Regions from separate parts of the Mus musculus genome. Here region 2 is linked to region 1. The links are chromatin contacts, called in public HiChIP or PLAC-seq maps. All regions are on one chromosome and are shown on one strand. Each heading gives the region's core, a stretch centred on a gene start, on an enhancer-like site or on the middle of the called end of the contact. The rest is flanking DNA. Distances are from core to core; before and after follow the strand shown. Region 1 overlaps Tap2 (transporter 2, ATP-binding cassette, sub-family B (MDR/TAP)). Region 2 holds the start of H2-Eb2 (histocompatibility 2, class II antigen E beta2).

Evidence for each region. HiChIP or PLAC-seq counts read pairs in DNA pulled down with a chosen protein or histone mark.
Region 2: a contact with region 1 is called in an H3K4me3 HiChIP or PLAC-seq map of the SCID.adh cell line, with 10 read pairs. The contact joins the promoter of H2-Eb2 here to the enhancer-like site in region 1. A contact is called at or near these places in 4 of 39 promoter capture datasets (the HPC-7 cell line, cranial neural crest, embryonic stem cells and 1 more), 2 of 484 Hi-C or Micro-C datasets (the HL-1 cell line and embryonic stem cells), 6 of 115 datasets of contacts at active chromatin or transcription factors (the SCID.adh cell line, T-cell acute lymphoblastic leukemia, bone marrow-derived macrophages and 3 more) and 2 of 9 other capture datasets (adipose tissue and liver).

The regions. Positions count from the first base shown.
Region 1 is chr17:34,208,992-34,215,448 of GRCm38.p6, reverse strand. It overlaps Tap2 (transporter 2, ATP-binding cassette, sub-family B (MDR/TAP)), which reads right to left. Exons shown (of 12, transcript NM_011530.3): 5 at 6,154-6,359; 6 at 3,382-3,579; 7 at 3,091-3,219; 8 at 1,246-1,434; 9 at 953-1,126; 10 at 644-803; 11 at 1-115. Among named protein-coding and RNA genes, the nearest start is that of Tap2, 7.7 kb to the right of the region's middle. Within about 2 kb of position 4,723, at least 103 of the 459 cell types and tissues checked have an H3K27ac peak or open chromatin away from gene starts, as enhancers often do. A contact at or near this core is called in the HPC-7 cell line, the SCID.adh cell line, T-cell acute lymphoblastic leukemia and 1 more, where this site is marked.
Region 2 is chr17:34,321,598-34,328,054 of GRCm38.p6, reverse strand. It overlaps H2-Eb2 (histocompatibility 2, class II antigen E beta2), which reads right to left and starts at 2,380. Exons shown (of 5, transcript NM_001033978.3): 1 at 2,264-2,380. The coding sequence starts at 2,363.

The sequences.
Region 1 (6,457 bases), core at 3,474-5,973:
AGGGCGCTGGTAGCCTCATCCAGGATGAGGACCCGTGGGTTCCGCACAAGGGCCCGGGCAATGGCCAGACGTTGCTTCTGTCCCACAGCTAACTGGCCCCCTTTTTCCCCGATTTCTGAGGAAATCAGAGAAAAAGCCCCTCCTGAGACACCCGTGATCAGAAAACACCCCTCCCCGCAGCAAAGACAAAGTGTTCCCCCGATCTGCTTCTGTCAGTCAATCAGAAGGTAGGAAAGCCTGACAGGAGGGGAGCTGGAGGTGGAGAAAAATGAAAATCGGGAACGGAGGAGGAGCAACGGGGATACAAGCATCACCCCAAGAATAAATTCCATTATCTGGTGTGTGTGTGTGTGTGTGTGTGTGTGTGTGTGTGTGTGGGTGTGTGTGTGTGTGTGTGTGAGAGAGAGCCTTGCGTGTGCATGTGTGTGGGTGTGGGCACCTGTGCAGGGCAGAGATTATTCCTAGTCTGGTTTTTGTTTTGTTTTGTTTTGCTTTTTGGTTTTCGTTTAAAAAAAAAAAAAAAAGATTCTAGCGATCAAACGCAGGCCCTCATGCTTGCAACGATGCACTTTGTTACATGAGCTCCCTCCCTAGCCCCATTTTCTCCTGCCCCTGCCAGGGTGGTCTCGGGACCTGTAAGTACCTGTGTTTATTCCATTAGTCATTTCCCCTATGAAGTCGTCTGCACAGGCCGCCTGGGCAGCTGCCATCACTTGAGCGTCCTCACAGTCCCTCAGGCCATAGGCAATATTGTCCTTGACAGAACCCGAGAACAGCACAGGCTCCTGCCCCACCAGAACCACCTGTACAGAGCGGAAAGGAGCAAAGAACTAGTACCTCCTTCTTTGTTCCTCATGATGGACCCCAGCCTTCCTTCCCAGGGGCTGCCCCACCTCCCCGTCATGCTTGCTCCTCCTCCCTCCTGCCCCACCCTCTCTGGTGCCCCTCCCACCTGGCGGTGCAGGTAGTGGTGATCATACTCGGTCAGGGGCTCGCCATCCAGCAGCAGCTGGCCCCCAGTGGGCTGGTACAGGTTCTGCAGCAGGGCGGCCACGGTGCTCTTCCCTGATCCATTGGGTCCCACCAACGCTGTCACCGTTCCAGGATGCAGGGTGAACGTCAGACCCTAGGAAAACAGGGAAGAGTTCAGAGCAGCTTCCTAGAGAAAATGATGTTCAGGCTGCGGGAGCCCGACCTCCGCAGCAGAGAGAAAGGTTCCGATCCCACGGGGTCTCCCTCAGACACCTGGAGCACAGGCTTCTCGGGGCGCCTGGGATACGAAAAGGAGACGTCTTGGAATTCCACGCGCCCCTCCAGCCAGGGAGGGGCCAGGATCCCAGGCTGGGGCAGATTCGGCTTTCGGTCCAGGTAGGAAAACACCTTTTCAGCAGCGCCCACGTTGCTCAGCATATCCCCGTACATGTAAACCAGGTTCTGGAAATCAGGAACGGACACGTCAGCAAGCCAGGACCGGCACACACTCTACCCACACCCTGACCTCAGCCGGTCCTCCTCTCCTGCTCCCTACCCCCAACAAGAACCTTCTACCTTTTAATGAATGATTCGGATAAACTCAGAGAGGGAACCTTGGAGGGATTGTTTTAGTTAGGAGTGGAGGGTGGCTCTGTCTCTGTTCATCTGAAACAGTTTTGGCTACTTAGCCCAGGCTAACCTCGAATGTCACGTATTCCCTCAGCATTACAGACTTGTGCCATAGGGTTACAGACTTGTGCCACTGTCCCCAGAGTAAGTTTGGTGGATTTTTAAAAGATGCAGAAGTATTTCAGTGTTCCGATTTGCGATGAAAAGCTGTGGGATCCACACAGCATGTCAAGAGCCACAGCTTTCGCTCACTGCTCTGCACCCTGTATGCTCCAGACAGGGAATCCTTTATAAAGCAATCATCACGGCCAGCTCACCTTTAAAATCATCAGAGAGCTTGGCCCAGCTCTCCACATGTGAAAGATGGTAAAGAAGTAACCGGGAAAATTACGTTCAATGCCCAAAGCAAAGTAACTTTTTTTTTAAAGTGATCAAATAGAAAGAAATAGTTAAATACCTTTTCTAATCAAAGTATACTACTAAGTACCCCAATAGTGGATGGGGTTAAGTCTCTCGATTGATGTATCCAAGTTATAAGGGAAGGAAGTACAGACAGCACTATTTTGCAACCCTGGTAACTTAACAAATGCAGGCATTAAGCATCAAAGGCAGACACCAACCAACACCAAGAGAACCGGATATGTTGTCTCTCCCGGAGAAAGAACACAGCCATAATTTGAAAGAGGGAAGCACTGGATTTTAAAGTTTACGGATTTACCTAGCAGTGGATAGGAAACAGTCAGAAGAACACACTGGAATGCTGCTGCAGAATAATACTGCAAATCAGAAGACACAGAACCCAGGCCACAGGGAACAGCACAGGACAAAAAGACCCATTCCTTCAGCCAATAGCAAGGTGGGAATTTTAAACCAGTAGACACAGAGATTGGAAGGGCGTCAGCCAATCACAGCGTGTATACCTGTGGAGCTCTGCGCACTGAGTGTACGGGATGAACGGAAGGAATCGTTATTTTTAGGTATGACAATGGCACTCAGACTGCATACTTAAGATATCTATGTTCTAGGGGTGCACACTGAAATCCCTACAGATGAGATTTGATATCTTGAATTTGTTTTAAAATAAAGGCAGATCGAACACTGCAGGTTATTGGGGTAGGTTAGAATTAAGGTTAGATTAAGGTGTGGGGTAGGGTTCTGTTTAGATTGCAGTTAGGGATAAGATTAGCCAGGGTGGGGGTAAGATATCATTATGGCTATTTAGAATTGAAGTTGTTTAGATGAGGTTAGAGTTAGTATTAATTTAGGGTGGAGTCAGGCTAGGGTTAGAGTTGGTTATGGTGGAGTTAGGGTTGGGGTTTGGGTTAATTTAGGGTTATGATCATTGTCAAAGCTGATAAAAGTTACCTGAAGACTTATCACAATAATGGCTTTTTTAAAGCATGTTTAAAATTATCCATGAGAAAATTAACTCATGGCCCAGAAGCCCAGATGGAAACACAGAGCATCTCATGAGTGCACCTCACTCACCCGGACATATTGTCCCACTTCCTCCTGGTACAGCAGGAAGGAGAGCAGGCCACCCCGGGTGACCTCTCCAGCCAGAATCTGCTGCACGCCGCAGTTCAGAATCAGCACCTGCATGCCCAAGGCCATCACCTGGACAGGAGAGAGGTGAGCGAGTCCCCAGTCCCTGCGCAGCACTGGTCCCCTAAGCCTCCTGAGGTCTGGCTCCTCATCCCTCCCGCTCCCTCCACTGGCCCTCTCCCTGCACCCTGCACCCTGCACCCTGCACCCAGCACCCTGCACAGGTCACCTCACCCTCCGTATGACTAGATACACGTCTTTTTCCAGGTCTCGGCGCCACCACAGCTGTCTACATCGCTCCAGGGCCTCCTTGTAGTGGCTGACTTCCTGCTCCTCGGCCCCAAAGCTTCGCACAGTCTGCAGCCCTCCTACCGCCTCGCGCACCACCTGCCCCGCCTTGGCCACTGCATCCTGGATCTCCTTTAGCACCGCCTGAAAACAGGGCAGCGGATAAAACCGGTGAATAAGGCAGAACACAACAGGCAGGGGCTTCCCTCCAGCAATTCATCACTGCCCCGTGCCTTTCTTTCCAGAAGGAATATTTTCGGAGGGGGAGGGGAGGGGAGGGGAGGGGAGATGAGATGCTGGGGAGATGGCTCCATGGGTAAAGTGCTTGTCCCAGTGTATCACGCACACTCACAGAGCACAGGAAGTAGAAAACATATGTGAATTGCTGAGCTCTCCCTGTTAAGCACTGTGGTGCTATTCTGTTTAGCTTTCATTTGAAGTGAATTCTTGCATGTGATGTCAAATGAGGAGAGAGACAGTAATTCAGAAAGGTGGAGATGTGGCTGTCAAAGTGGCTCAGCTGTTCAGAGAGCTTGTGTCTCTTCCAGATGACCAGGGTATAATCCCCAGCACACAAACCATGCCACACAAACACCTGTGACTGCAGCTCCAGAGAATCAGGGGCTGTCGTCTGGCCTCTGCGGACACGGACACACACACACACACACAGAAATGTGCAAATAAAATAAATCCTTATGTTTTAAAAAGATGGAGAGGTAATTCAAAATGCATCAAAGACATAAATGTAAAAATTAAAACTGTAAAAACTCTTTTTATAAAGATTTAGTGTGTGTATGTGTATGTGTGTGTGTGTGTGTGTGTGTGTGTGTACATGAGTGCAGGTGAGTCCCGAAAAGACAGCTGAATAGCTGGCATACAGGAGCTGGGGGTCAAATCCCAGCCCTCTGCAAGTGCAGTATGGGCTCTCAGCCACTGAGCCAGCTCTTCAGCCCCAATTAGCTAAGATTTGACAATGAATTCTTGGATTTGACACCAAAAGTGCAGGCAACAAAGACAGATGCACAGGACCCTGTCCACAATGAGAAAGCCATCAAGGTCATGGTAAGCAGCTGCTGTTCTGGGGTGACAGCTGGCCTGAGTCACCCCAACTTCACACAAGACTGTTTTGCCTCAGGAAGGCTGGGCTTAGCAGATCCTTTGCCTCTGAGCATGACCGTTATCTCCTCAGAGTTAACCACAAGTCCCAGCTGCCAAGTCTGGGTGCCACCTTAAGACCCATGTTCTGGGTTGAGCCGTTTCTGACTTGTGGTGAGTCTGCCAGTGCCTCAAGGCCAAGATAACCACAAACTGACTACTCTGGGACACAGTGACACTGAGTACAGCATGACTAAGTGCTCTGGGACACTTTGACACTAAACACAGCCTGACTGCATGCAGAAACATCCCTGCAACGGCAGCCCCTGTGCTCAGCTTCTCTGCATCTCTGCTGCAGCCATACTCGGTGTCGCTAATCAGCCCTCTCCTGAAGCCTTTTCCTGTCTTGGTGAGTTCCATCAGAGCCCATGTGTCACCAGCATAGGACCCTGTCCACATGTCTACCCATGTGTCACCAGCATAGGACCCTGTCCACATGTCTACCCATGTGTCACCAGCCTACCCATGTGTCACCAGCATGTCAAGTAACATCTGGGATATACGTGAAATACATTTTTTAAAATACAGTTTTAAAAATATAAAGAATGTGGCAAATGTCCCATAAGCACATGAAAACATCGTTAATGGTTAGAAAAATGCACATCGAAGCCACAATGAGCCACTGCACCACATCGTGTTGCAGGGGATGGTGGCTTTTATTCCAATTTAAAAAATAAAATAAAATGACAATAAGTTTGGGGGGAAACATGGACAAATCAGAAGGCTGTGCTCAGAACTATGACCCAAAAGTGAGCAATGCAGTGAGTTTCACATCTGTGTGGTTTACTACACATACACACACACACACACACACACACACACACACACATCCAGTTGTGTATGCTGAGGGGAAAGGGAAAACTTCCCAGGGCTGGAGAGATGCCTCCGTGGGTAAGAGCACTGGCTGCTCTTCCAGGGGTCCTGGGTTCCATCCCCAGCACCCACGTGGTGGCTCACAACTATCTGTAACTCCAGTCCCAGGGTATCTGGCGCCCTCTTCTGGCCTCCTCAGGCAATGCACACAAATGATAGGCATGCAAGCAAAACACCACACACATAAAATAAAAACAAATAAATGAGTGTAAACCTCCTAAGATGTCCTTCACTCTGATTCACAGTCATTTGTGGGAAGGGCATAGACAGACTCTGAGAAGCTCACTGGAAGGCAGAAAGACACCCCGGGGGCTCACCTCGCTCTCCAACACAGCTAGCACTTGAACCACTTCTGTTTATAGATCCAGTGGGCCTCCAACCTCCTCAACTCAAATGTCCATCAGTGAATGACTGAACTAGCAAAATGTTGTGCAAGCATAGAATGGACTGTAGGGACTGATAAGAGGTGTTCTGTCTGTCTACCGATTATCTGTCTATCAATCTATCTATCTACCTACCTACCTATTTATCTATCTACCTACCTATCTACTTATTTGTCTGTCTGTCTGTCTGTCTGTCTACTACCTACCTATCCATCCACCCATCTATCTACCTACCTACCTATCTACTTATTTGTCTGTCTGCTTGTCTGTTTGCCTTCTCTCAGGGCACTGTGACATGCACACATACCTGATGGCGGGGGTTGTACACCTTCTCAGCTGCTATCGTGAGGGGCAGGTCCAGCAGGGAGAGGAAGGTGAGTCGGGGCGATACCTGGAGCATGAAGAAGTAGAGCCCCACCACCTTCACCAGGCTCCGCAGCAGGATATTGGCATTGAAAGGGAGCCAGCGGCTCATCAGAGAGGTGTCAGAGCTCAGCCTCGAGTTCAGCTCCCCTGGGGAGGGCAGAAAGGATGATGGGAACCCAAAACCTTCCTCTGGGTCTCCCTGCTGACTCATCCCCTCAGCCTTTACAAAGAGACTGGGCTAGACC
Region 2 (6,457 bases), core at 1,131-3,630, 110 kb before region 1:
AAGCAAAGAAAAATAAAACTAGAGGTTAAAAAAAAGGCATTATCAGTTAAGCATATAATAGTGGGGTGTAAGACACTGCCTTGAGGGAGTCTATGTCAAACAACTGGCAAGCCTGGAAAAGATGGATAAATCCCTGAACAAATGCAGCTCATAGTAACTGAACCACAAAGAAATAGAAAAACAAAATAGACTGATAATAAGGAGAGTTCAGGTCTTGGTGCTGCCCGATTTCGTGAAACATTTGAAGAATTGACTCCAATTGTAGCTACAGAATTCTACAAACTGAAGTGGATAGTGCTTTGTCAACCCTTTCTAGGGAGGCCATTATTCCCTGAAACAAATAGGCAAAAATCCAGTCAAAGATAAACCAGCATCATAGCCTCTATGAACAGACATGTCAAAATTTCCAATAAAATGGTAGCAAATCAAAGGCCCACCAAATCTTCATAGGCCACACCCAAGCATGAGTCATCTTCCAGATGCAAGGACGGTTGGATGTATGTAAGTAAATAAGTATGAAAGCACAGCCTACCACAATGAAGGATTAAAGCAACATTGTCGTTTCAGCTGATGCTAGGAAGGCTTTTGATAAAGTTCATTCTGTTTGTGATAAGCAAGACTCAAAAAAATTAGGTGTAGAAGGAACATACATCAAAATGATGAAGGCAATAAATAAAAATCCACAGTCAGTTTTGGAGTGTGTGGAGCTGAAATCATTTTCTTCCTGCATCAGGTAAGACACAGGCTAGCCGCACTCCCTGCACTTGTTCAATGCATTACTGGGAGCCTTTGCAAGGGTTATTAAACAATAAAAACATCAGTGCAAGTTAACTATTGTTAATATAAATATTGGCAGTGTATGAGTCCAGCAGTTGTATTTCTTTACATTATGGTAATCACCAAAAACTTCACAGAGAAACTAAGACTCATTTACAACTGCACCTCAATAGCTGAGCAGTTAAATGATCTGCCTTCACCTTCTATGCTAATCTGGCCAACATGCCATGTCTCATGCATATTATTATTGATATGGCTCATTTGGCTTCAGGGGTGTTTCCATGGTCTTTCTCCAAATCTCTTCCTCATGGCTCCAAATCCTTCCTCTGATTGGCAGATGTCCCACCCTATTCTCTCTTCTGCCCAGCCATTGCATGATCAGTATTTATTGACAAGGCATAAAAGAAACGATAAGAATTATTTACACAAACATGAGAGAGGAGGTTCTTGGTATGACCATTACATGGCCATGTCTGGATTGAAACAAGATATGAGGGCAAAATATCAGCACTTGAATTAGACAAGGATGACCTTTACACAGTGCATGGAAAGGGCAGAGAGATGTAGTGAGGACCAACAAGCCCACACAGATAATTGAGACGAGAAGGTGAGCAATGGAACCTTCAAAGCTTGGGGAAGTCGCACAACACCAGACACTTTATTTCCTGACTGTCTTCTAACCCCAGGAGACATTAGCAGCCTTCACGCTGTCTGGCCCCAACCCCCAGGCTCTGGGTACTCAGTTTGAACCACATGTAACTGTTGATTCTGACATATTTTCTATATGAAAATAGAACTTCACATCTGAAACCAGGTGGATCCTCTCCTTCACCCTCAGGCAGAAATGCAGTTGATGCTTGAGACACAGTGCACTGTTTCAGAAGAACTGTTAAGTTTCAGGTACCAAGAGTATATTATCTGTATTCCTTGTCTAGGAGGCAGATTCAAATATTAAGTCCCAGGGTCCGCTCTAGGGTGCCATCAACAGCAGAGAGAGAACCCTGACTACTTCCCCTGACAGCATCCCAGCACGGGGATGGAGGTTTCAAAAACTCTGGGATTCAGGGAGACGAGATCAGGCCACAGATCCCAGTAAGGGCACAGCACAGTCTTTAGGACAGGGCCCCCCAACTCCCCTTAATTGCTCATGAAATCTTCAGGGAAATTTTCCAACTTAACATTTCAGACAGGTGCTATACAGGTCCTTATTTAAGTGCCCTGTCGTTTTCATGTAGGAAATGTGATGTCAGTGTTGACCGGACACATGAGGAGGGAAGGAATATGACCCATGTGTCAATTCCATTCATGGGTCTCAAAAGAACATCTAAGACACTTTTATATGGAAATAATATGAGATTCGTATGATTAAGAGAGGTGATCAAAGAAAAACTGAGAAGTTTTTTTAAAACCAATTGTAGACAAAATGAAGCTAGCCCCTTTGTTCCCAACCCCTAGCAACTCAGAACATGAGAGGTGGTGCACTTACGTCGTGGGTCCCTGACTAAAATCACCGGAGGGGTCAGCATCATCAGACTCAGGATCACAGCTGCCACACAGAGGCCTCTGGGGAGCCACAGAGACACCATGCTTGAGGAGAGGAGAGGTTGGTTGCTAGAGAGGCAGGCCAACCTGGCTGACTGGCAAGGGTGAGAGACTCCACCCACTGGTGCTGGGTTGGGCACCTTCAGTGCTGAAGAACCAATCAGCAGCCAAGAGCACCAGCAGCATCAGTTGCTGGTCAGAGGCGCAGAGTGAAGGTCTTTCTGAAATTTCCAGTTTCCTTTGTTAAGCAGACAGACTGCTTCAGCTCAGAGCCTAGAAGCTTTGATCAGTGTGGCTCTGCAGCAGTTGCATGGACGCTGTACTGAGCCACCAACTCTGATTGATGGCAGCCTTGACACCATCAGTCTGCCTCAGGCTAACTGAACCTGTGAGAGTCCAGTCCCAGTTGGGGTTCCTCCTATGACTTCCCCATCTGCTGAGGGAAATCCTCTAACATTTACTTGCCTTCTGCTTTATCCTAAGAAAGGTCATAAGAACTCTTTGCTAATGTGTGCATATAAGGTTAGAACGAAGACAATCACTGAACATAAAGTGTGAATTACAGTATAAAATACAATCATAGTATTTGTGAAATGTGAACCGTGTGCTGCATGATGATTACACATTATGTTAAGTAACGGTGACGACCTAGATCAAGAATGTGCTTTGAGTGACAGTTCAGAATAGGAACTCCAAGATTAATCCACTGTTCTGATGGTCCCTCTTTATCTATCTTGGTAGTTCTTGAAGTAGGATTTGCCACCCTGCAATAAATGTCACTACAATTCATTGAGTGAGTTTTTAGGTGCCCAAATCTGTACTCAGAGCTATTCCTGGTGCTATCTCTTAAAACTTTTGTTAAAAAGAAAACTTCATAGAATACACTTTGATTATGTTTTCCCTCAGTTCCTCCCGCCATTCCTCATCACCCAACTTTATGATATCTCTCTCTCTCTCTCTCTCTCTCTCTCTCTCTCTCTCTCTCTCTCTCTCTCTCTCTCTCTCTCTCTTTCTCTCTCTTTCTCTCTCTCTCTCTCTCTTTCTCTCTCTTTCTCTCTCTCTCTCCCTCTCTCCTCCCATCTCTGTGTACCAAATAAATCAGAACAGAAAACAAGTATTACACATATACAACCCCCTATTAAATGAAAATAAGAATAAAATAAAATAAAAATAAAAATGAATGTTGAACATTTTAAACTGTTTCTCTGATATATTTCACCTTTGAAAACACTCTGCTGAGATCTATTTTGTTTTCTTATTTTCCTGATGTTTTGGCTTTACCTTTTTAGCTCTTCATATATATTAGATACCCTCTATCATACATATAATTTGTAAAAATATTTTCCAATTCTCTAGGCTGCCACTTTCCCCATATGGTAGTGTCCTTTGCAGTATAGAATATTTTCATTTTCTTTTTTTAAAGATCTATTTATTATTATATGTAAGTACACTATAGCTGTCTTTAGACACACCAGAAGAGGGTGTCAGATCTCATTACAGATGGTTGTGATCCATCATGTGATTGCTGGGATTTGAACTCAAGACCTTCGCAAGAGCAGTAAATGAGCATTATCACTTGCCCGAAAAATGTTCATTTTCATGGTCCCATTTACTGATTCTTGGTCTTATTGCTTGGGCTTTCAGTGTCTTGTTCAGAATCTCTTTCCTGTGGCAATGAGTTCAACCCTGTGTTCCACTGTCTCTTCTGTCAGGCTCAGGGTATCTTGTCATGTCCTGAGTTCCTTGATGTGTTTGGAGTTGAGTTTTCTTTCTGCAGGGTGATAAGTATCTACTTGCATTCTTCTGCATGCAGGCATCCAGTTTGACCAGCACCATCTCCTACAGCAGCTGTCGTTTCTCTACTGTGTCTTTTCCACTTCTTTGTCAAATTTTTCTTACATATTTGTCTATAGGTGCAAGGACTTCTCTGGGTCCTCAGTTCAACTCCAATGATGACTGTATCTGTTTCAAGGAACACCATGCTCTTTTTATTACTCTAGCTCTGTAGTACAACTTGAAGGTGATACCCCAGCAGTTCTCTTACTATTCAGGATAGTTTATCTATCCTGGGTATTTTTGTGTTTCCATATGGAGCTGAATGCTCTCCTCTCAATTTCCGTGAAGAATTGTGTTGAAATAATGAAGGGGCTTGCACTGACTCTGAAGATTGCTTTTGCTAGGAAAACTGTCTTTACTATATTAATCACACCGACCAAGAGGCATGGGAAATTATTCCATCTTCTGATATCTTCTTCAGTGTCTTTCTTCAATGTCTGAAAGTTTTTCTTATACAAGCCTTTCACTGGCTTGCTTGCACCATAAGATAATTCTTGAGTCTATTTGAAAGGTGTTGGTCCTCTTTCTCAGATTTCTTTGCTCAGCCTGTCATTTGTATCTAGGTATTGATTTTTCTGTTAAAATTTTTTTTTCGAGACAGGGTTTCTCTGTGTAGCCCTGGCTGTCCTGGAACTCACTCTGTAGACCAGGCTGGCCTCGAACTCAGAAATCCTCCTGCCTCTGCCTCCCAAGTGCTGGGATTAAAGGCGTGCGCCACCATGCCCAGCTTTCTGTTAAATTTTTATCATTCTACTTTACTTAAAATTTTTATCAGTTGTCCTAGTTCCACAGAGGAATTTTTAGAGCCACCAGTGTATAAAATAATTTCATATCTTGACTTCTTTTCTTCCTGTTTGTAATCTTTTCATGTCCTTCAGTTGTCTTACTGCTGTAGCTAAGTACTACATCAAATAGGTATGGAGAGTGTGGACAACCATGTCTCGTTCCTGATTTTAGTGGAAATATGTTGAGTTTCTTTCCATCTAGATCAATGTTGGCTGTTCCTCAGCCTTAAACCCATGTATTCAGCTATCCCACATTCCAGTAACTAAATGGAATGGCCAACCTTGTGGTTGCATACCACAATACCTAGTCACCTGGTAAAATCAAGACTCTTAAAGCTTAATTAACCAATCAGATTCATCTATCACTAGTATCACAATTTACAAGATGTCAATACTTTAATTTCAGAGCCAATTGATAATGATAAAAGCTTTACCCAAATAATCTAACCTTATGATAGCACAACTACTTGTGGCTGTCAACAAACGCCATGCTGGTTCACATCCGCAGCCATCTTCCCTCTCCTACCCTGAGATGCTCCCTGTCTCTGCAACTCTTAGCTCTGGTTCCATTTTCCCTGTCCCATCACAGACCTCCTCTGCACTAATGTAATTGGACAGGGAAAATCCTGGGGAAATTATTTGTGCTAATTCTTCTCTGAAGGTCTTTTAGAATTTCAAGCTGATCCCATCTGGCCCAGGTTTTATTGGTTGGGTGAAATATATTTCTCTAGGTGTTATGTGTCACTTTAACTTGCTTATTTGACCTTGCTTTAACTTTGGTAGGTCATAGATATCAAGAAATCTATCTGTTCCTTTTAGATTTTCCAGTTTGGTGGAGTACAGATTCTTTTAAGCAAGTCCGTATGGGTATCTGGATTTCCCCTGTGTCTGATGTAATTTCTCCTTTTTCATCTCTGATTGTATTAATTTGGAACTTCTCTCTCCCTCTTTTAGTTAACTCTGCTATCTTGTTGATTTCCTTAAAGAACCAACTCTTTGTTTCATTGATTCTTTGAATTGCTTTGTATTGTTTGTTTCTCTTGGCATCTACTGGTTTTGTTATTTTTTCTTGTTGTCCTAGAGCAGTCGTGACCATGATCTCTCTCCTATTGTCTGAACTTACTCCTGCGAACTTGCTTCTTCCACCTGTCTGCTTTGTTTACCATGGGTTGGAGACACTGAATTCATTTCTGTACAATGGTAATAATAATAATAATAATTTTCTGTCTTGTTCCATTTTTCACTCAGTAGTGAATGGTCCAGTCTCCATGAGTTTCCATTCTTCCTGTAATTTTTGATATCCTGGTTTAAACTATGGTAATCAAGTAAGATGTGCAGCATTTGAAGAGGAAACTTTGGTTCCTTGTAAAATCAGCTGTGTTGGATGGTGTTTTGCTGGGGCAATTATGTGAAGGAGCATTTTCCTGAAGCAGACACACGTGAAAGTATGTTTTGCTAAAGCCAACACATAAAAGAATGTTTAGCCAAATCAGACACAGGTAAAAGGATGCATGAAA